Linked DNA regions of Mus musculus: regions 2 and 3 are each linked to region 1. Evidence: chromatin contacts called from public promoter capture Hi-C data. All regions are on one chromosome and are shown on one strand. Each heading gives the region's core, a stretch centred on a gene start, on an enhancer-like site or on the middle of the called end of the contact. The rest is flanking DNA. Distances are from core to core; before and after follow the strand shown.

The links. Promoter capture Hi-C pulls out the DNA fragments that hold promoters and counts their contacts.
Region 2: a contact with region 1 is called in a promoter capture Hi-C map of pre-B cells, with 2.2 times the contacts expected there. The contact joins the promoter of Slc39a13 here to the enhancer-like site in region 1. A contact is called at or near these places in 5 of 39 promoter capture datasets (cranial neural crest, frontonasal cranial neural crest, maxillary cranial neural crest and 2 more), 1 of 15 datasets of contacts at CTCF or cohesin (large pre-B cells), 2 of 484 Hi-C or Micro-C datasets (the HPC-7 cell line and the N1E-115 cell line) and 3 of 115 datasets of contacts at active chromatin or transcription factors (bone marrow-derived macrophages, memory CD8 T cells and pancreatic cancer cells).
Region 3: a contact with region 1 is called in a promoter capture Hi-C map of pre-B cells, with 2.5 times the contacts expected there. The contact joins the promoter of Psmc3 here to the enhancer-like site in region 1. A contact is called at or near these places in 2 of 39 promoter capture datasets (cranial neural crest and pre-B cells), 2 of 15 datasets of contacts at CTCF or cohesin (large pre-B cells and pro-B cells), 3 of 484 Hi-C or Micro-C datasets (the G1E-ER4 cell line, the HPC-7 cell line and the N1E-115 cell line) and 1 of 115 datasets of contacts at active chromatin or transcription factors (pancreatic cancer cells).

Annotation. Positions count from the first base shown.
Region 1 is chr2:90,473,336-90,476,650 of GRCm38.p6, forward strand. Ptprj (protein tyrosine phosphatase, receptor type, J) reads right to left here. Exons shown (of 24, transcript NM_008982.6): 2 at 1,636-1,654. Among named protein-coding and RNA genes, the nearest start is that of Olfr1274, 74 kb to the left of the region's middle. Within about 2 kb of position 1,691, at least 241 of the 459 cell types and tissues checked have an H3K27ac peak or open chromatin away from gene starts, as enhancers often do. A contact at or near this core is called in the G1E-ER4 cell line, the HPC-7 cell line, the N1E-115 cell line and 6 more, where this site is marked.
Region 2 is chr2:91,068,544-91,071,858 of GRCm38.p6, forward strand. It overlaps Slc39a13 (solute carrier family 39 (metal ion transporter), member 13), which reads right to left and starts at 1,772. Exons shown (of 10, transcript NM_026721.3): 1 at 1,612-1,772; 2 at 1-196. The coding sequence starts at 188. It overlaps Gm39874 (predicted gene, 39874), which reads left to right and starts at 1,808. Exons shown (of 2, transcript NR_166131.1): 1 at 1,808-1,963; 2 at 2,523-3,080.
Region 3 is chr2:91,052,180-91,055,494 of GRCm38.p6, forward strand. Psmc3 (proteasome (prosome, macropain) 26S subunit, ATPase 3) reads left to right here and starts at 1,837. Exons shown (of 12, transcript NM_008948.2): 1 at 1,837-2,152; 2 at 2,396-2,479; 3 at 2,800-2,925; 4 at 3,279-3,315. The coding sequence starts at 2,069. It also overlaps Gm13778.

The DNA of each region.
Region 1 (3,315 bases), core at 441-2,940:
GAGCAGATTAGTATGTAGGCAGGGGCTGGAGGCAGCACCATGATGACACAGCTCTCAGGGCTGAGAGAAAGAACCTCCTGAAGTGTGGGGAGACAGAATGTGGCGTGATCCTGAGGGTCACCCAGCAGACTAACGCAGAGCCCCTCCCGTGGCTCTGGAGTCCTTAGTTCCCAGGGAAAGCCTTCTAGGGTAGCTCTGGAGTTTTGTTCCCTGCCATGAGCATTCAATAACACTCCACCCTCTGAGCTAGACTGCACTAGAGCAGTGAAATTCTGCAGAGCTCCAGCTATTCTCCAACTTATCTACCAGGCTGGCTCACGGGAGAGACAGTGCCTGCCTGTGTGGGCACCCCACTGTCTGTGAAAGTTCTGCATAATTACTGCTATTAACAAAGATTTGCCTTATTAGAGGGGTTCAGCAAGCTCTGCCCTCCTTGGGGAGACCAAGCCAATCATTTTATCTCAATGAGTCCTAGGCTTTGGGTTGTTTTTTGGTTGGTTGGTTTGGTTCGGTTTGGCTTTGCTGGAAAAGAAAAAAAAAGTCCTGAATTTTAGGGGCAAAAAATGCTACCATTTTTTTCCCAAAAATATACCTTTTTTTAAAGTAGTAACTACTATTATCCTCCTACAGAAACAGTAAGGTCTTGATCCCAGAACAGTGCTTTCAGCTGGATGTATTTAGCTATATAAACCATCGTCACCATAATATTAGGCAGGCATCTGTATTTATCTTGTCTTCCTACAGACCAGGAAAAGTACCCAGCTCCAACTGGGACTCAGGCCTCCACACAGCACTGGAGGGCCAAGAGGAAAGGAACTTTGTATAACTTACCTTTCAAAGGATGCCAGAACTTCATATGTATCGGGCAAGTACGCAACCATGAGCTATAGACTCACTCCCAGGCTGACACGCAAAATCAAAAAATATAGGAGGCTATCTCTGCTTTCCAAGAATTTCTATAATCCCACAACACCATATTGTAAGTGTAGTAAAACAGCAACATAAGAAAGTGCTTGCAAAATAATACATATCACATAAAATAGAAATATTCAGTATTACAGTTTCAGTATATTTATCTCACACATGGGTGTGGGCTGGTGAAAGAAAATCACAAGAAATCCAATGATTTTATGAGCTGGTGGTTTAACTATGTCCCCCAGGAAGCCCCCAAACTCCCTAGCTCAAAAGAATCTGCTGACGTAGACTCCCGAGGAACTGGGAATACAGTGCTATATCACCGTCATTCAGTTGAGAAAACAAAGAATTTTTATAGTTGTGGTTAAACAACTAACTGAATGCTCCTTTCACTTACAGTTTCTATCTTCATTGTATTTTGGGGGGGTTGTTATGTTTCTATATGCATTGATGTTCTGCCTGCATGTCTGTGCAAGGATGCCAGACCCTCTGGAACTTGAGTTACAGACAGTTGTGAGCCACCGCTGGGAATCGAACTCAGGTCCCCTGGAAGAGAGGCTAGTGCTCTTAACCACTGAGCCATCTCTCCAACCCCATAAGTGGATTCTTGTTATCTTTTTTTCCTGTGATTTTTTCCCCCCATGTTAGCCATTAATGCAACTGTGTCCACTAGGGGGCAGTAGCAAACAACACAAGAATGGAAAGGAGCAAGGTACTCACCCGCACCTGCGCACAGGACCTGTAACGGAAAAGAAAAGGGAAGTCAGCAGATCCATTCAACCGTGAAAATGCAAATCAGAAGCAGAGCAGTTGGGGGTGGGTATCGAGTGCACGGGAGGCAGACGGCCATGGAGAGGGCGTCCTGGGGCTGTAAATACAGGGAAAGAGCAAGTCAACTATACAAAAGATTAACTGGGTTCACTGAGGCCATGGGGCTGCTGACTACATAAACCCAGTGTTTTTCACAGCTCCGCAAGCCAGTGCTCCCTCCTGCCCCTGGGAGGTGAACTGCCTTACAGAGAATACAAAAGGAAATGCAGGCCACAAGCTCTTCCCTTTAGCCATGTCCAGGGCCAGCCTACTGTTAAAGCCATGGCTGAAGTGCAGTCAATAGGTTTGTAATCTCTCACTATACAATAGTAACCTTCTTTAGTCTATCAGTAGAGGGCAATCAGTTTCTAATTATCTGGTATATAGCTTTGGGAAGGAGCAGAATGTGAGGCCTTACAGATTTAGTTGGCAATGTTAGTCTTTCGTTTGGGAGCCAGGGAGTCCCTTCGGCGGTTCTCACTATCATCCATACCATACATTATTTCCCCAAAGCCTAATGTAATTCAAGGTCGCAAATCCCATTGTCTCTTAAATACATGCTTTTGGTAATTGGAATTTCCAAAGTATGGTGACTGAGAAAAAGAAAATAACCAAAAGAAGGGAAAATGCCCCACAATTCCCTACTGCCCTCAGATTAAAAATCCACCCTTAAGTACCCAGCAGGCTCCTCTAGTCTTGGTGACACTCGTATTCTTGAAGCTGATTTCCCCTTAGGACATTTAAACATATATTCCCTCTTGCAAAATCAGTGCCCCAAAACTTATTTTCTAGGGCCTGCCCAAAAAGGCCACCCCTTCAGAAGTCTCTTCTATAACCAGCCAGGAAAACTAAACCACCCTCACTCCTTCACCACTGTTTCCTCCACAGGAGCAGAAACACTGTGCATACAGTAGGTGCTCAATAAGTGTCACAGAAAAGAACCAATTAGCTGAGATGGAACGGAATCCCCAAGGTCCCCCAAAACTTTCTACCATCTCCTCTCTCAAGCTTAACCTTTCTTAGCTCATCTGAGCCAGGCAATATGTCAACAACACAGTCTAGGATGGACCCAAGGGGAGGGGGAGAACACAAGAGGCCATGCCAGCACAAGGAAGCAAGTGTATTTTGCCCAGTTCAACTACAAAACCATCACTCTTTAGGATGGTGGCTTCTGGCACCTGCCCATAGTACCCGCCTTGGTATCAATACAGCGTTGCCCCTCCTGGAATCCATTCATCTAAGGACCACCTGAAACCATCCTGCCCTCTAGCTGTTTGCCAAAAATGAGGAAAAGAGACAAGTCTAAAAGTAACTCCAGTCAGAGAGCACTATCATAAATATCCCAGTAGGACGCACCCGCAAAGGCCAAGCACGCGTCTAAAGCGCCAATGCCGCAGCTAGCAGCCTCTTTCGTCATCCCAAGAAAGAGGACAGCAGCAGCCACGCCCTCAGAGTCAGGTAAACAGTACTGCCTGCAAAAGCAGAGTATCATCTGTTGGAGTTAAAAAGGAATCACAGCTCGGAGTCCCTGTGCTCAGCATGTTGACGTCAATTCATTCAGAGCACTGACTACCAGGCTCTGTTTAAAAT
Region 2 (3,315 bases), core at 522-3,021, 600 kb after region 1:
TCCCCACTCAGCAAAGCCCCCCAGGACTCGCTTTCTTTATTATCCAGGCGACAGGCAGCTGCAGCCCCCAGGCTCCGGAGGGCTGGCTGGGAACCTCCAGCCCTTTCCAGGAGCTCCAGGGCAAGGACAGTGAGGAAGAGGAGCCTTTGGCCTGCCATACCACAGCCAGGGCAGGGACATCCAGGCATGCCGGGCGCTAGAAAACACAAAGACTGCTCACGTGAGCTGCCTCCCTGGACCACACACCCCACTTAGGAAGCACAGCGTCTCTTCCCACCTCTCAACCGGCCATGGCATCCCCCTCCTGCTCACTCTGCAGCGGAAACAATCCCCAGGGTGGGTGCACGGAGCACCCTCTGCCCATCTACACGTCTCCCAAGAACCACACATATTTTCCTTCTGAGCTGGCTCCAGCCTATGTGTCAATGTGTCCGCCTGAGGCTAAACTTTCCTTAATGACTGGGTGAGGCACTGGCTGGGCTCCTTCAGCCACCGGAGGAGGGACCATCCCTGTTGGGTGCCTCTAGCTGCCAGGAGAGGCTTGGCTGCCAGAATGTGCCGGTAAAGACACCCCAGGGTCTAAAGCCAGCACTGTTTAGCTTGATGGCGTGGTACAAAGAAACACAGGTGGGGAAACTGAGTCATAGTCCAAACCTCTTCCTCCTAAATGATCTTATTCTTGGGCACCAAGAGACAAGAGGTGGGGCTGAAGAGAAGAGATGCCTCACAGTTGCCAGAGCCAGAGGCTGTGGTAACTAACTTATGGCTAATTAATTTGGTGCTCTAGATTGTTAACTGACTGTAGTCCCTTATGAGCCTGAGCCTCAGTGTCCTCATCAGGGAATGGATGAGGTAACAGAGCTCCCTAACAGCGATGAATATGAGGTGAACTTGACAATGCAGGTAGCTGCTGGCATCGAGGAGGGAATGCAAGTCCTCTGAATGCCAGGGGAGGTCTGAAGCACTCGCAGAAGGAATGTGCTCTGCAGACTGATGGCAGCCGGATGGGGATGTGAGTCAACCAAGCCAGAAGTTCAATCTGGAAAGTTTAAATGTGATCTGCCCCGTCTTCTACTGGCTGTGACCTTGAAACTGCCTCAGTTTCCTCATCTGCCAATGGATGTTAAGAGAGAAATCATCGGTCTCTGATTGGTGGGCTACAAGCCTATGTCTGGAATCTTCAGGCCATAATTAGTGACCCCTGCCCCAGCCCTCCCCGACCCCTCGCGGCCGCCACTGCCAACACCAGCACAAACAAACGAGCAAAGCTTCACTGGGACCAAGGCAGGCCCTCGCCAGGCCAAGACCTTAGCGGGTCATGCAGAGGCAAGGGGGGACCACAGGTTCAGCAGAGAAGTATGGGGTATGGAGAGAAAGGAGAAAGCAAGAGAAAGGAAAGTCAATAAAATGAGCTAGAATGTCTGGTGGAAGGAGAAGACAAGAAGCGGGGCAGCAGGGAGGGCTGAGGGGCAGAGCGTGGGACGTCAGAGGTAAAGAGCCAAAGAGCAGGCAAGTTCAACTCCTAAACTGAGGACGAGTCGCGACAGGTTTGGGAACTGACACGGTCCATCCCGCCCCGGACGCCGGCCTGAGGGTCCAGCGATCACTCACCGCGCAGTGGCAGAGGTGGCAGCGGCAGCAGATGCAGCGCTCCGGGCGGGCCCGGCCATCCAGCTGCAGTGTCGCGCCCCGCCCCGCTCTGCCTCGCCCGGCCCCACCACTAGGCCCCCAGCCCGGAGCCACCCCCGGCGTGCAGCCACGTCACACGGGACAGTCCGGAACCCGACGCGCGCGGCTCCGGGGGGCTAGACGGAGCGACGGCGGGGGAGGCGCTTCCGCCTCATACCATGGGGGACCCGCGCGGTCAGCGCACTTCCGCTCGGGGCGGATTCTGGGGCTGCGGGGAGAGTAGGACGGAAGTGGGTACCCTCGTGGGCATCGCGTTTAGCCAAGTTAAGCTAGGGTGAGGGCGGCACCCACGCGGGAACCGGGATCAACAGGGCGGCGGGGCTTCAGTGTGGCGTCCTTCTGAGGATGCAGTTCCAGCAGTGGCCACACGGGGGCGCGCACGGCTGCCAAACCGCTCCGTCCCGGGACGAGAGCAGGGCTATGGCTCTCTGAGTCAGCAGGCCTGGCTCCTCCATGAGCTAGGGAAAGGGGAAGTGCCTGCCGCAAGGAGGGGCCTGGCTCTGGGTACCTCAGAAGAGGGAATTTTATTCTTACTCATCGAATTATTTTTATGCTTTGGTTTTTCACTTGGAACCTCAGGCCACCGTCTCCAGGACTGTAACCCTTTGAAGTCCAGTACACGTTTCTAGAGCCTGTGCCCTGGAATTTCAAGCCAGGATACAACAAAGGACTTGGTGTTCTCTTACCCTGACAAAGCTGTACCTGAACTCTTAGACCGAAGGAGCAGTTAGTGGCAATAACAATGGCTACAGTTCTCTGATCTAGGGTAGCCCTTTACTGACCATTTACTCAGTAATCAGTGTTAACTTTACCAAATCGTTTTTATCTTTCAGGTGGGTACTGACTGTTGACCTAGGGTCAGACATATGTCACACATATGGCAGAGGCGGAATTCAACTTGGATGTACCTCTCCCTAGGGCGTGCGATGGCCACCTCATGTCTAAGCTGGAGCTAAGGTGTGGATGTGGCCTAACACCCCCCACTCCTTTGCGATCCGATACATGTTTGCATCCTTCTCTGGGAATCAGCCAGTAACTGACATGGAAGACATTCAGCAGAGGCCGAATGAGTGCTCCCCTGGGCTGGCTGTGACAGAGTGAGGGGCTCATTAGTCCTCACCTACCATTGCGGCTCTCTATGGTCCCTTGTTCCTTCTGGGCGCTCCGAGAGCAGACCGAACTCACACATCACAGTTGATGCCCTACCTCACAGTGTGTGTTTGTGTGTGTGGTTGTTGTTGTTGTTGTCGTTTTACTTTGAGATTGGTTCTATGTAGCCCTAACCCCCTGCCTGTTCTGGAACTTTCTATGTAGATGTGGCTGACTTTGAACCTACAGAGATCTGCCTACTTCTACCTCCTCAGTGCTAGAATTAAATACGTGTGCCACCACTCTTGGTTTATTTATTTATATATTTTTGACATAAGGTCTCATGTAGACTACCCCTAAACTTATTATATAGCAGAGAATGACCTGGAACCTGTGGACTGCCTGGATAGATGTGCCCTCCTACATCCAGTTTATGCAGTGCTGACAGCCTGGGCATTGTGTGTGCCAGGCAAGTACTCTATCAACTACAACCCCAGCCTTTTATACCCCTCCCTCCACCCTCCAACCCTGAGTCAA
Region 3 (3,315 bases), core at 587-3,086, 580 kb after region 1:
CACCCAAGGTTCCTCTGCAGTGGTGGGGTATCTATCTTCAGCCTACAGGCCACAATGTCTGACACACTTTTTTGTTTGTTTGTTTGTTTGTTTTTTGAGACAGGGTTTTCTGTATAGCCCTGGCTGTCCTGGATCTGACACACTTTTTTGTGAAGTGGGAATTATGAAGGACTGGCCTACCTTGTCTTGGAAACATTTGGCAGTTGACTTCCTCTGTGTCCCACTGTCCATGGTTTAGACAGCATGTTGTCAGCAATTGAAGCAAGGACAGTCTTTTGCCAGGTGGCTAGCTTTGCCACATATGAATCAAACTCCATATGGAGGGTCTTCAATGCCCATTATCTTTTTGAAATAATATTTAGGTAATGCCAGGAGCTGATGCATCTCAATTTCACAAAAAAAGCCTTGTTATTAAGACATCTTAAATGCCATATTCTATAGATCTCTGAAGTGTTTGAAGACCATCTATCGACATAGACTATGTTGAATAGGCAAGCATTGCTTGTTTATAGCTATTTACAACCTGTGTAACTTTGAAAACATCTTTAGACTAAATAAAGCTTATTTCTGTAATTAACTAAACTAGTATCTAACATGACCATAAATGTCATTATTTATGGGTAACTAATTACTAACTTGCCTTTCAGATTATCCTAAACAGTTTGTAATAGCAGCTTTCAGGGACTAGAACTTGGGCTGCAGAGATGGCTCAGTAGGTAAGACTGCTCTTCTGAAAGTCCCAAGCAACCACATGGTGACTCACAACCACCCATAATGAGATCTGACACCCTCTTCTGGTTCATTTGAAGATCGCTACAGTGTACTTATTTATAATAATAAATAAATCTGCCAGTCAGTGGTGGCCTTTAATTTCAGAACTTGAGAGGCAGAGGCAGAGGCAGAGGCAGGTGAATTTCTGAATTCAAGCCAGCCTCGTCTATAGAGTGAGTTCCAGGACAGCCAGGGCTACACAGAGAAACCCTGTCTCGAAAAATCAAAATAAATAAATAAAATTTTTTAAAGGACTAGAACTTTACAGCACATGAGTTGTGTAGATATAATACTTTAAACAAGAGTAGAAACATATATACAGTACATTGTAACAAAAATAACTTCCCTATGTGGACAGTTAGATCTGCATTAATATTAGTAGAAGCAATGGTTTATCTGGGTTTTGTTAGGCTATTTTTGTTTAAGACTCACAGTGTGACCAGAATAGCTAGAAATACACTATGTAGCACAGGGTGGCCTTAATATGCAGCAATCCTTCTGCTTCATCTTTGCAGTGGCTCAGTGTCTGTGATGACAGGCATGTGCCATCAAACCTAGCAGTTTCTTTTCAACCTTTCTCTTTCTTTCTTTCTCTTTCTTTCTCTCTCTCTCTCTCTCTCTCTCTCTCTCTCTCTCTCTCTCTCTCTCTCTCTCTCTCTCTCTCTCTCTCTCTCTCTCTCTCTCTCTCTCTCTCCCTCTCCCCCCCCCCTCTTCCTCCCTCCCTTTTGTTTTTGGTTTTTGAGACAAGAGTTTCTTTGTGTAGCCTTAGCTCTCCTGGACTCACTCTAGACCAGGCTAACCTTAAACTCAGAGATCCGCCTACCTCTGCCTCCAGAGTTCTGGGACTAAAGGCATGCGCCACCACACTGGACATTTTGCAAATCCGTGAATTCCAAGTTTACCTGGGTTCTTAGATTGCACCGGCACCTGTGCAAACTCCTTTTCAGTTATCCGCCAGGCTAAAAACTGCATTTCCCGAAAGACTCCGCGGCTTTCTCCTGCCTCCCGCCTCTTCCGGTTGTGCAGCAAGCCCCGCCCCGCCTGTACGCCGGCCAATAGCAGCCCAGCCCTCGCTCCCGCACAAACCGGAGCAACCGGCGAGCCACGGGGCGGGCCCTGTAGCCTCGGTTTGGTTCGTGGAGTCCCAGCGGCAGATTCGCTCGGAGACGCGGACAGAACCCGTTCTGTCGCGTCAGGAATCGCGGGTGAAGTTCTCCACGGGTGGAGAGAAGACGTTGAGAAAGGCTGCGCTGGGCTCCCTCAGGGGCTCGTGCGCACTCCCAGTTTCGGCCTCTTCATGCAGGAAATGAATCTGCTGCCGACGCCCGAGAGTCCAGTGACTCGGCAGGAGAAGATGGCGACCGTGTGGGATGAAGCTGAGGTGAGTGTTGGGAGACCTGAGGGGCGTCCCAAAGTTTGGGCTATAAGGTTAGACGTTCTTGGAGGCCGGGAAAGGAGGTGGCTGGAAGGCCAGGTCCGGTCTGGACTGGTTGCAGAGCTTCTTGGGTTGTCCCGACTTCATCCTGCTGTTGGGTTAAGGAAGCAGGCGCTGAGGGGGCTGTGGGACCGTGGGATGGCAGCTCTGAGTTACAGTAAATAAGTACTTCTTCTCTTATTTGAACAGCAAGATGGCATTGGGGAGGAGGTGCTCAAGATGTCCACGGAAGAGATTGTCCAGCGCACACGGCTGTTAGACAGCGAGATCAAGGTGGGCTCCTGGCTCCGGTGCAGGCAGCGGAGTTCTCAGATCTCCATTTTACAGATGAGGAACCCGAGGCTCAGAGAGGGATGAATTCACACTCAAACCCATGGAAAATACCTAGCCCTGTCCCACAGCCGCTTTGTCAGGAGGTTTTCCCACTGGCCTCTTGTCCTGACCTCTGCAGTTTGGACATGTACAGGCTGGGCCTTCAGAAAGCCTGAGATCTGGTTGGATGGGTCTCCCGGGTAACCTGGACCTCATCTATTAGAGGGCTGTAATGAATGCAGGCTGAATCAGGGTTGAACATTGGTTTTCTCTTATCCCAGATCATGAAGAGTGAAGTATTGCGAGTCACCCATGAACTCCAAGCCATGAAAGACAAAATCAAAGAGAACAGTGAGAAAATCAAAGTGAACAAAACCCTGCCGTACCTTGTCTCCAATGTCATCGAGGTGTGTGTCTGTGTGTGGGAAGAGGAGGAGGCAGGAGGCTTGGAGACATCTAGGGATGGGGCCCATAGGGTAGAGTGTAAAAAGCAATGTTTAAGTCTGCAAAGACCTTAGAAGTGTCACAGATTTCTGCCATTTTCTTCTTTTGTTCCTTCTTGGGGCAGATGAACTTTGCAAACAGAAGCAGCACCTCAACAAAGGTGTTGTCAACCCCCTAACACATCATCTATGTTTATTAAGCTTAAGGCTAGACTGAGGAGGGAAGGAAGGCCTGTGGCCTTGTGGGTTTAGGGAACTGTTTGAGCACACACAGTAGTGGATTTTGGGAAGGGAACTGAGCCTATTTTCTTTCTTAGTTGCTGGACGTTGACCCCAATGACCAGGAGGAGGATG